Linked DNA regions of Mus musculus: regions 1 and 3 are each linked to region 2. Evidence: chromatin contacts called from public Hi-C and HiChIP or PLAC-seq data. All regions are on one chromosome and are shown on one strand. The core of a region is the stretch at or near the end of the contact, and the rest is flanking DNA. Distances in the headings are between cores, read along the strand shown.

The links. Hi-C and Micro-C count contacts between places; a contact is called where the count stands out from the background. HiChIP or PLAC-seq counts read pairs in DNA pulled down with a chosen protein or histone mark.
Region 1: a BATF HiChIP or PLAC-seq map of CD8 T cells shows a contact between it and region 2, with 8 read pairs. The contact joins two enhancer-like sites. A contact is called at or near these places in 1 of 484 Hi-C or Micro-C datasets (bone marrow-derived macrophages), 6 of 115 datasets of contacts at active chromatin or transcription factors (CD8 T cells, bone marrow-derived macrophages, embryonic stem cells and 2 more) and 1 of 9 other capture datasets (embryonic stem cells).
Region 3: a Hi-C map of bone marrow-derived macrophages shows a contact between it and region 2, with 52 read pairs. The contact joins two enhancer-like sites. A contact is called at or near these places in 3 of 15 datasets of contacts at CTCF or cohesin (embryonic stem cells, large pre-B cells and pro-B cells), 18 of 484 Hi-C or Micro-C datasets (bone marrow-derived macrophages, embryonic fibroblasts, embryonic stem cells and 8 more), 13 of 115 datasets of contacts at active chromatin or transcription factors (the 230-238 cell line, CD8 T cells, the HPC-7 cell line and 8 more) and 5 of 9 other capture datasets (adipose tissue, bone marrow-derived macrophages, embryonic stem cells and 2 more).

What each region holds. Positions count from the first base shown.
Region 1 is chr1:131,383,211-131,386,263 of GRCm38.p6, reverse strand. The region is part of intron 4 of Srgap2 (SLIT-ROBO Rho GTPase activating protein 2); the gene reads left to right. All of the region lies in intron 3 of Gm51644 (a long non-coding RNA gene), which reads right to left. Among named protein-coding and RNA genes, the nearest start is that of Ikbke, 110 kb to the right of the region's middle. Within about 2 kb of position 1,578, at least 131 of the 459 cell types and tissues checked have an H3K27ac peak or open chromatin away from gene starts, as enhancers often do. A contact at or near this core is called in CD8 T cells and bone marrow-derived macrophages, where this site is marked.
Region 2 is chr1:131,553,983-131,556,764 of GRCm38.p6, reverse strand. No RefSeq gene overlaps it. Among named protein-coding and RNA genes, the nearest start is that of Fam72a, 27 kb to the right of the region's middle. Within about 2 kb of position 1,419, at least 66 of the 459 cell types and tissues checked have an H3K27ac peak or open chromatin away from gene starts, as enhancers often do. A contact at or near this core is called in CD8 T cells and bone marrow-derived macrophages, where this site is marked.
Region 3 is chr1:131,338,142-131,341,189 of GRCm38.p6, reverse strand. The region is part of intron 10 of Srgap2 (SLIT-ROBO Rho GTPase activating protein 2); the gene reads left to right. All of the region lies in intron 1 of Gm51644 (a long non-coding RNA gene), which reads right to left. Among named protein-coding and RNA genes, the nearest start is that of Ikbke, 60 kb to the right of the region's middle. Within about 2 kb of position 1,284, at least 5 of the 459 cell types and tissues checked have an H3K27ac peak or open chromatin away from gene starts, as enhancers often do. A contact at or near this core is called in bone marrow-derived macrophages, where this site is marked.

The DNA.
Region 1 (3,053 bases), core at 329-2,828, 170 kb after region 2:
GGTGCTACCCTCTGTGATCAAGTCCTCCTCTATTGACAACTAGAATTCAGTCTGTTTGCCCGAGTAACCCATTAGCAGATGAGTTCGTTCCTTCTTTTTATATGGTTTACAGAGTTTTCCTCCTCTTAGATTGCTAGTGACACTATCTCTTTAGTGGTTACCATAAATTACAACTTGTATTCTCCTTTTAATATTTTGTTCTGCTTTCCTTTTTGATACAGGGTCTCACCATGCAGCCACGGCAGGCCTAACTTCCCATCCTGCCTGAGATTCCTGAGTGCTGGGATTATTATGGTGTATACTATCAAACCCAGCCTATAGCATGTATTCTTGTTTCTTTATTTATTCAAAAATCCTGGCTGCAGTTTCTCCTCTCAGTCCTTCCCCTTCCTCCCACCCCATTTCCCAGCTCCTCCTCCATAATATTTTCAGAAAAGCACAGACCTCCTATGGATATCAACTAGCCATGGTATATCAAATAGCAATAAGCCTAGGCACCTCTTCTCCTATTAAGGCTAAGCAAGGGTCTCACAGGCAGGCAACAGAGTCAGAGAAAGCTCTTGCCCCCACTGTTAGGTGTTGCACAAGAATGCCAAGCTACACAACTGTAACGTATGCAGAGGGCCTAGGTCAGTCCTATCTAGGCTCCCTAGTAGCCAGTTCGGTCTCTGTGAGCCCCTATGGGTCCAGGTTAGTTGATTCTGTGGATTTTCTTATCTTACATCATAAATTCTTTTAGAAAGTGTTTTTTAGTTTAGTTTTTGTTTTTTACATGGGTGTGTGTGTGTGTGTGTGTGTGTGTGTGTGTGTGTGTACAGGTGCTTATGCCTGGTGTGAATGTGGAGTTCAAGGGACAACTTGCATGAATTAGTTCTCTCCTAATACTTCTTGAATCTTAGAAATCAAATGCAGGTTTTCAGGCTTGGTGGCAAATACCTTTATCCACTAAGCCATCTTGACAGCCTATGGGGCTATATTCTTGACTTGCCAACGTTTACTATAGATTAACCCTCTACTGCTTATTTAACAATATCTTTTCCCTGACTCCCACCCAGATTCTATTGCTGATTTACTATTCACTAATTTTACATATATATTATATATATATATTTAAAACCTCACAAGAGGTTACTAATTTTGCCTTTTAATAGTAAATATTTACACACACACACACAAGCCCAAACTCTGGCCTTTTCCTTCTCACAGTTGAATGATTTTCATGTGAGAAGGTGCTAGTGAGAAGGAACGTGCTATCCAGAAGGATACAGATTTTTAAAAAGTGTTCATGGGCCATGACTGATGGTAATAGCTGCCACTGTAATTGGCATGCACAAAGACAAGAAGATATAAACCAGCACAGCACCTGGGGAGATCTACTCAGTATTCTAAAGTTGGCATTATGTTCCTCTTAGAGCCAACCATGGTACCTGAAGTGTCAAGAGACTGTTATATTCATGATTAAACCCCTGGAGCCTCTTCCTTTCTCTAGACTGGGATTCTAAGGCAAATGAAGACTTCTAACAGTACACTGATTCCTGATGAACTGGCTGTACTGCTAAGTTCCTCTTTCTCGTTTGATCAGCAGTTTTCTCATTTAGGCATTTCCTGTAGAGTGCTGCTGACTGTTTCATTTCCTACCCGGGTGTTTCCCTCCTCTCGGTGTTCACATGCCAACTTTCAGATGAGCTCTGTCACCTCATGTCTCAGCCCAGCCATCTGAGAACCACAAGGCATTCTTCCTACTTTAACAGCTCCTGGGATTCAATACTGTAGGAGGGCAGATGCTTGCAAGCACTTACTATGCTGTTTCTTTTGCTTTCTTAAGCCTTTGCTTGCTTTTCTTCCTGAGTTGATGTTATGTCCTGAGATTTGTGTCCTCTTTGCCTTTGTGTCTTTTGTTCCTTGTATGTCCCAGTCTACTTGAGGGTACCCAAAGTCACCTAGACACTGTTTCTATGCCTCTAATGTCCAGCCTTGGAAATAAGTAGACATTCGCCTTCAGCACCTAGGACTGGAAGAGAAAGAGCTCTTTATTGTATATTACTGTTCACTGCTTTGGGGTTTGACATATTCTTATTTTTTCTAAGGTCCCAAAGCACATTGTTAGCTTTGAAGGTTTGATTGTTTATTTGTTGTTGTTTCATATATTTTTAATATAAGTACTCATAGCTATACACTTTCTTCTTAGAACTAGCAAATTTCCTGGTATGTTGTACTTTTATTTTCATTTGATTTTTAAGAATTTTTAAATTTCTGATTTCTCATCTTAGAGTGTTTTTCCACATACATACTTTAAAATAATTTCTATGGTTTTTCTTACTATTGTTTTGTTGTTTGATAGAATAAGATACAATTAATCATTCTAGTTCTTTTATATTTTGTAAGTCTTGCTTTATGGCTAGAACATGGCATAGTTTAGAGAAGGGTACGTGGGATGCTGATAACATCTATTCTATAGCTTTTAGATGGAATATTCTGTCTATCTGCTAAGTCCATTTGAACCATGGTGCAGATTAGTCCTGAGGCTTCTTTGGTGATTTTTAGTAGGATGCCTTATTTAAAGAGGACAATGAGGTATCAAAATCACTCTGTATTATTATTGATGTGGGACCTATCTGACCTTTTATGTCCATCAGGGTTTACTTTATGAAATTGGAAGCTAGAATGTTTTGTATATATTTTACAGCTATATCTTCTTAATGATTTTTCCCTTTATTAGTATGTAATGGCTTTCTTTATCTCCTCTAATTTTGATTTGATTTCTACTTTGTTGGATTTCAGAGTAGATATGCCAGTTTGTTTTCCAGCTGCCATTTCTTGATAGATTCTCTTCTGTTCTTAATCTCTTTACCAGTAAAGTGTATTCCTTAAAGACTACAGAAATTTGGATCTATTATTTTAATGTATCCATCTAGTCTGTATCTATTTATTGGTAAGCTAAGCTTATTATTAAGAGATGTTCATTCATTCTTATAATTTAAGCAGCAGTTTCTAAAATTAGGCATTCTAACACAATCCAATCCAAAGTAATGGTGGGAAAATAGGAAAAGTCT
Region 2 (2,782 bases), core at 170-2,669:
TTGATCTATCAATAAAGATGCCAGTGGCCAATGGCTGAGTAAAGGGAGAGGGGCGGGACCCTTAGAGTTGCACAGGCTAGGATGCAGGGGGGAGGAGAAAGGAATCTCCATGACTCAGAGGAGAGATGCGGAGGGAAACATGTCAGTGTGCAGGCCGACTTGGTGCTGGAGCAGCTGAGAGTGCTATATCTTGTAGTAATTGTTGCAGTAATTCTCTCCATCCCTAATATGCCCTGGCAATGAAAACACGACTCAATTAATATGAATACATTCTGTGCGCCTAGATTAGGTAGATCTACTGCTACACTACCACCTTCCACATCTATGAGACCCCTTAGAATCCACAGGCAGCAGAAGGAGACTGTACCATGCTGGGTACAGCTTGAGCATAGGAGACTTCAAAGCCTGCCTCCACAGTGACACAATTCCTCCAAGGCCACATTTTCTAATGGCTTGTAGTGGTTTGAATATGTTTGACCCAGGGAGTGGCACTATTTGGAGATATTGCTTTGCTGGAGTAAGAGCGTCCTTGTTGGGGTGGGTTTTGAGATTCTCATCCTAGCTGCTTAGAAGACAGTCTGCTCCTGGCTTCCTATGGATGAAGATATAGAACTCTCAGTTACTCCAGCATCATGTCTGCCTGGATGCTGCTGTGCTTCCTGCTATGACGATTATGGACTGAATATCAGAACCCATAAGTCAGTACCAATTAAATGTTGTCCTTTATAAGAGTTGCCATGGTCATGGTGTCTTCACAGAAATGGAAACCCAAAGACAGGTCAAGCACTCAAACACATGAGTCTATGGGGCCATAGCTATTCAAACCACCACAACTAATTTTTCATAGAAAGATATCACTATATACATGTATTGAAACTTTGTGTGTGTGTGTGAGAGAGACAGAGACACAGAGAGAGACAAAGAGAGACAGACCTACACACAAACACATACACAGACATACAGAGAGACAGACACACAGAGAGACAGACAGAGATACAGAGAGAGACAGAGACAGACCTACACACAAACACATACAGAGACACACACAGAGACAGACACACAGACAGAGACAGAAAGAGACAAATAGAGACAGACAGACCTACACACAGACACATACACAGACACACAGAGATAAACACAGACACAGGGAGAGACAGACTTACACACAGACATATATTATATATGTATATATAAATATATATATGTATATATAGAGAAACAGAGGCATATGTATACATATATATGTTATGTATATATAGAGAGACACACAGACAGACAGAGGCAGGCAGGCAGGCAGACAGACAGACAGACAGACAGACGCACGCACGCACGCACGCACGCACGCACGCACGCACAAGAATAGAACTCAATACGTAACTGTATCACCGGGAACAAAGCCTTCTCTATTCCTGTTCAGTGTCTGGCTAAAGGACAGCAGGTGGCAGCAGAGTCCAGCCTGGGGTTGTAGGAGCAGCTAGAGAGAGAAGCAGTTTTTGAGTAAAGCCTTCCCTCTGAAAAATCTTAACACGAGAATAAAAATAGAACAATGAAGAGCTGGTGCCACGAGCTCCAGTCACTGCAGAGCCTGATGTCATTCACTGTCTGCCATCTGCAGAGCCTTGTCCTTCCAGGAGAAAGCAATGGTCCCAGGCTCTGAGTGGCCCCTCCCCAGCTTTGCTCAGGTCACAGGATGAAGCTGGCTCAGCAGGAAAGGGGCTCTGGGCAAGCGGAGCTGGAGGAAGGACTGATTTTTAGGAGACTGCAGACAATAAAGAGAAACAACAGAATGCTAAGTCAAAGGAGGTTGTCGCAGGAGACTACAAAATGCATGGTGCCACTGGAAGAAAAGTTCAGAAGAGGCAAATCTAGAGACAGAAAGAGATTAGTGGTTGTCCAGGGCATGGGGAGGTGGTAACTGTGGCAGAGCTTCTAATGAAGACCTACTTTCTTGACAGGATGGAAAGATCCTGAAATTTGACTATGTTAGGGGTTGTAAAATTCTCTAAGTATGCTAAGAATCATTGAGTTCTACATTTGAAATGGGTGAAATTTATAGAATGTACGTTTTCTTATAAAGATAGATCATAGGCCTGGCTTCTCTCTCTTACTTGCTATGGTCCCTCAGTTTCTTTTCTATACCTACAAAAATTAAGTCAGGATAATCTAACGAAGGCTATAAAAATGTCAGTCCATAGTGAACATGGAATTCGTGTCATTTTGTTTTCCTGGTAAGATGACATTTTATCTCAAAGCTTAGCTGTGTCATGTTTTGCTTTTGATACAACGACAAATGTCTCCACTGCCTTCTATTCCCACACCAGATATTTTCAATGAACAACTTTGCTTATTACACAACATTGGGAAGTCTCTGAGAACAGAAGTTAATAGTGGTGTTGTGCTGGGAAGGGTCTGAGTAGGAGGGAATATCCCTCCCTTCGACTACAAGGAGAACAAGACAGAGTCACTAGAGCATCCCTGCAGTGCAGCCTGTGCAACCATTGCACAATGGGATCCCAGTCCCCACCATTGCCAAAGGTCTCAGATCGGAGGATCAACGATGTTATAGTAAAAACCATTTTCAACTTGTAATTACTATTGTAATGATTCAGTTTCTCGAGAATGGTAATTGTATAAAATTGCTCTTGCAGTTTTCTTTTCAATACAATGTGCCTGTAAACCATGGATATCCCCTTTGTAAAAAGACACTGTAGATAGTTGAACATTTGATTATAGCAAAGTCATTAGTTTCTTGTTACACATTATTGGGTTTAATATTGTTCTT
Region 3 (3,048 bases), core at 35-2,534, 220 kb after region 2:
CGTGGGCTTTTGGATAGTTTTATGACTGCTTGCTACTGTCATCAGATTAATCTGTCCATGAGACATCAATTAGAAATTTGAAGTATGTCTTACAAAGATCAGTTGTTTGCAATAGTCTGTGGAAAATTATAGAATTTTAAACTTGAAGCATCTTTTAATTATCATTTAACCCAGCCTTCTCATTTGAAAGCTTTGGGGAAAAAGAAAAAGGAAAAAAACGTGCAGCGGATGGATAGCTTGAATAAGGCCTTCATCAAGAGCTGAACCCAGAGCTCAAGTCACTTGCTGGCACGGGCTTTCCCTCTGTCCCCTGCTGAGGAGCTAAAAGGAAAGACTCAGCAACTCTCCTCCCTTATTATAAGAAGGGACTTGTTTTCTGACCTCCTTGTCTTTTTGGCTGTCACTCAACTTATATAGTACATCATCCCCCAGTGTCTACCTCTTTTCATTGTTGTTACACCCTTTTAAAAAGACTAAAATGTATCAAAAGGAAACTAAAAGGAGGTACACATGCCTTACCTACCCCTGACACCTACTTTCCCTCCCTGTAGCCATGGATTAAAACTGGTATATTTAGTCCTTTCAGAGGTTTTCTATGCATAGGCAATTGGTGATCTATCAGCGAGTGCCCTTAATACAATCAATTACACTGGAATTGTAAAAAACGGGGCTGGGAATGTAGCTCAGAAGTTAAGAGTGCCTGCCTAGCTTGTGTGACATTGTGAGTTCCTTCTTCATCCCCACAAAGCAAAATGATAAGAAATAAAGTGTGACAAGCAAGTATGCCACTCTCACTGTCCCCACTAGGCTGTCATCACTTATTCTGAATATTATTCATGTTAGTCTAAAAAGAGTTGTCCCATATCTCACAGAAATCATTTTCCAATGGCTGGACAGAATTCCATTGTATATTCGCATCATCCCCTTTTAGCCATTTCTCTGCTCTGGTTAGCCAAGAATCATCGAAGCCCTAGGAAGCTGGAGTCTCCTAAACATTTTTTTGAAAAAATGGAGTATGGGGTTCTTTTAAAAAAACAAAAACAAAAAACCTTAAAACAAAACTTTTTTTTCAGATTTATTTTTGTTTATGTGTGAGTTTTTGTCTGCATGCAATTGCTTTAAAGGTCAGAAGAGAGCACTGGAACCCTAAAACTTTACCTTGTGAGCCATCATGTGCATGCTGGAAACTGAGCCCAGGTCTTCTGCAAGAGCAGTAAGTGCTCTTAACTGCTGAGCCATCTCTCTAGCCCCAAGTATGGAGCTCTCAAGTGGGAAGTAGAATGAGGAAGGGATTGAAAATAACAAAGTCAAACTATCTGAATTCTTAGGGGTAGATTTGGGTAAGACAATAGGAGAGAAGGCAGGCTTTTGTCCATCAGGCAAGCTGCTAGACTTAGAGCTGTGGTCTGGTATATTACAGTGTGTGTGTGTGTGTGTGTGTGTGTGTGTGGTCTGATTTTATATATAATCTTGATATTATGCTAAATCACCAAAGGGCTACTTATTCCCCCCCCCCCCCCAGCTTCAGCTCTCTAAGCTCCTTGTCTGTTCAGCAGCAACTGAACCCTTCAACCTCCACTCCCCTGATCAAGACAGGATTATTTATCCCCAGCATGTCTGTCCTGACTTCTGGGTAAGATAAGGAAGTGATGGATAGTATGTCTGCAGACTCTGGGATCTTTTTGCCTTCTCACCTAGATGCCAAACCTGAAGTTGTTCTTCCTACCCTTATATTAGGGATTCAGAGCATATCTTGCTGCAGTTTGGTCCTTTAGATTAATGGAACCTGAAAAGGTAACTTCATACTTCTTTATCAGATTGTTACTTGTTTTCATGGTTCACCAAGTGACAGCTGAAGTTACCCAGTGAGCTGTGAACATGAACTTGGGGTTGGGAGTAGAGAATAGAAACGTGAGTGAGGTAAAGGAATTTTTAATCCATTCCCTTTCAGAATTTTGGCTGTATACTGAGCATTCTGGTCTGAGTTAGAGGTTATAGCTTCTTGGATTTTCTTCTTTAGGAAACCCTTGAGACTTCTGGGATAATCTTCCAAAGACAGGCCTTTCAGGACATGGATATTTCCTAGAAGCTTTTCCACTCTGGGTCCTAAGTATGATTCCAAACCTGCAACTAGGCATTGGATGGGGATTAGGATATCATCCAGGGAAGGCTGACAGCAAGTGAGCTGACAGCTGGAACAGATGGAAAGAGAAAGGTGACAAGAGAGCCTATTTTCATGCAGATGTTCTCATGCAAAGGCATAAAGGATCTGAGAACAGGCCTTAAATAAGGCAGCAGAAATGACTTAGCATGGCACTTGTTTCTGGTTTGTTTTATTTAGAGTAGAGGCTGGGTTTATAATCGCAAGGAGCAGTCTATACAGAAGAGAATGAGATTGTTCACCATTTATTCTTTCTTCACATTTATTAAGTTTCTACTATCTGGCACTAAGCATCATGAATTATCAGAATAGTCAATGAGATGGTCTCTGGATAGGAAGACAGCAGAGGGGTAACCCTTCTGTGATTGAGCTATATGAAAATGGTGCCATGGGGATTTATAAGTTACCCATGGGGCCACATGGGCAAGCATAAGAGGTTCTGAGGCCATCTCCCAGAAAAGCAAATTTCCCTTTATTTTAAATGGGAAAGAAGGGAGCAAGCTCTTAGTTAAAACCTCATACTGCACAAAAAGATGTAGAGTAAGAGAATTCAGAACTTTTCACTTTATATTTATCATTAATGAAATGGTAATAGTCATAAAAATCAAGGGCTTGGTTACAGTTCTTTTTCTTTTTTTAGTTAGTGTACAATAAAAGACAGAACTATTATTATTAAAATGTTTATTCATTGGAGCAAAGCCTTGTCTTTCTATGACTTATGGATCATGCTCTGAGAGACCTTCCCATTCACTTTTAAGTTAAACACCATCATATGAACCAGTGCATCAGGAGATAGCCAAGGCAGACTCAGATCCTCAAGCATGGCTGTAGAGGAGGGTAGAGAAAGGACCCTCACCTCCATTACCACCTACTAGCCTGCAGTGGTG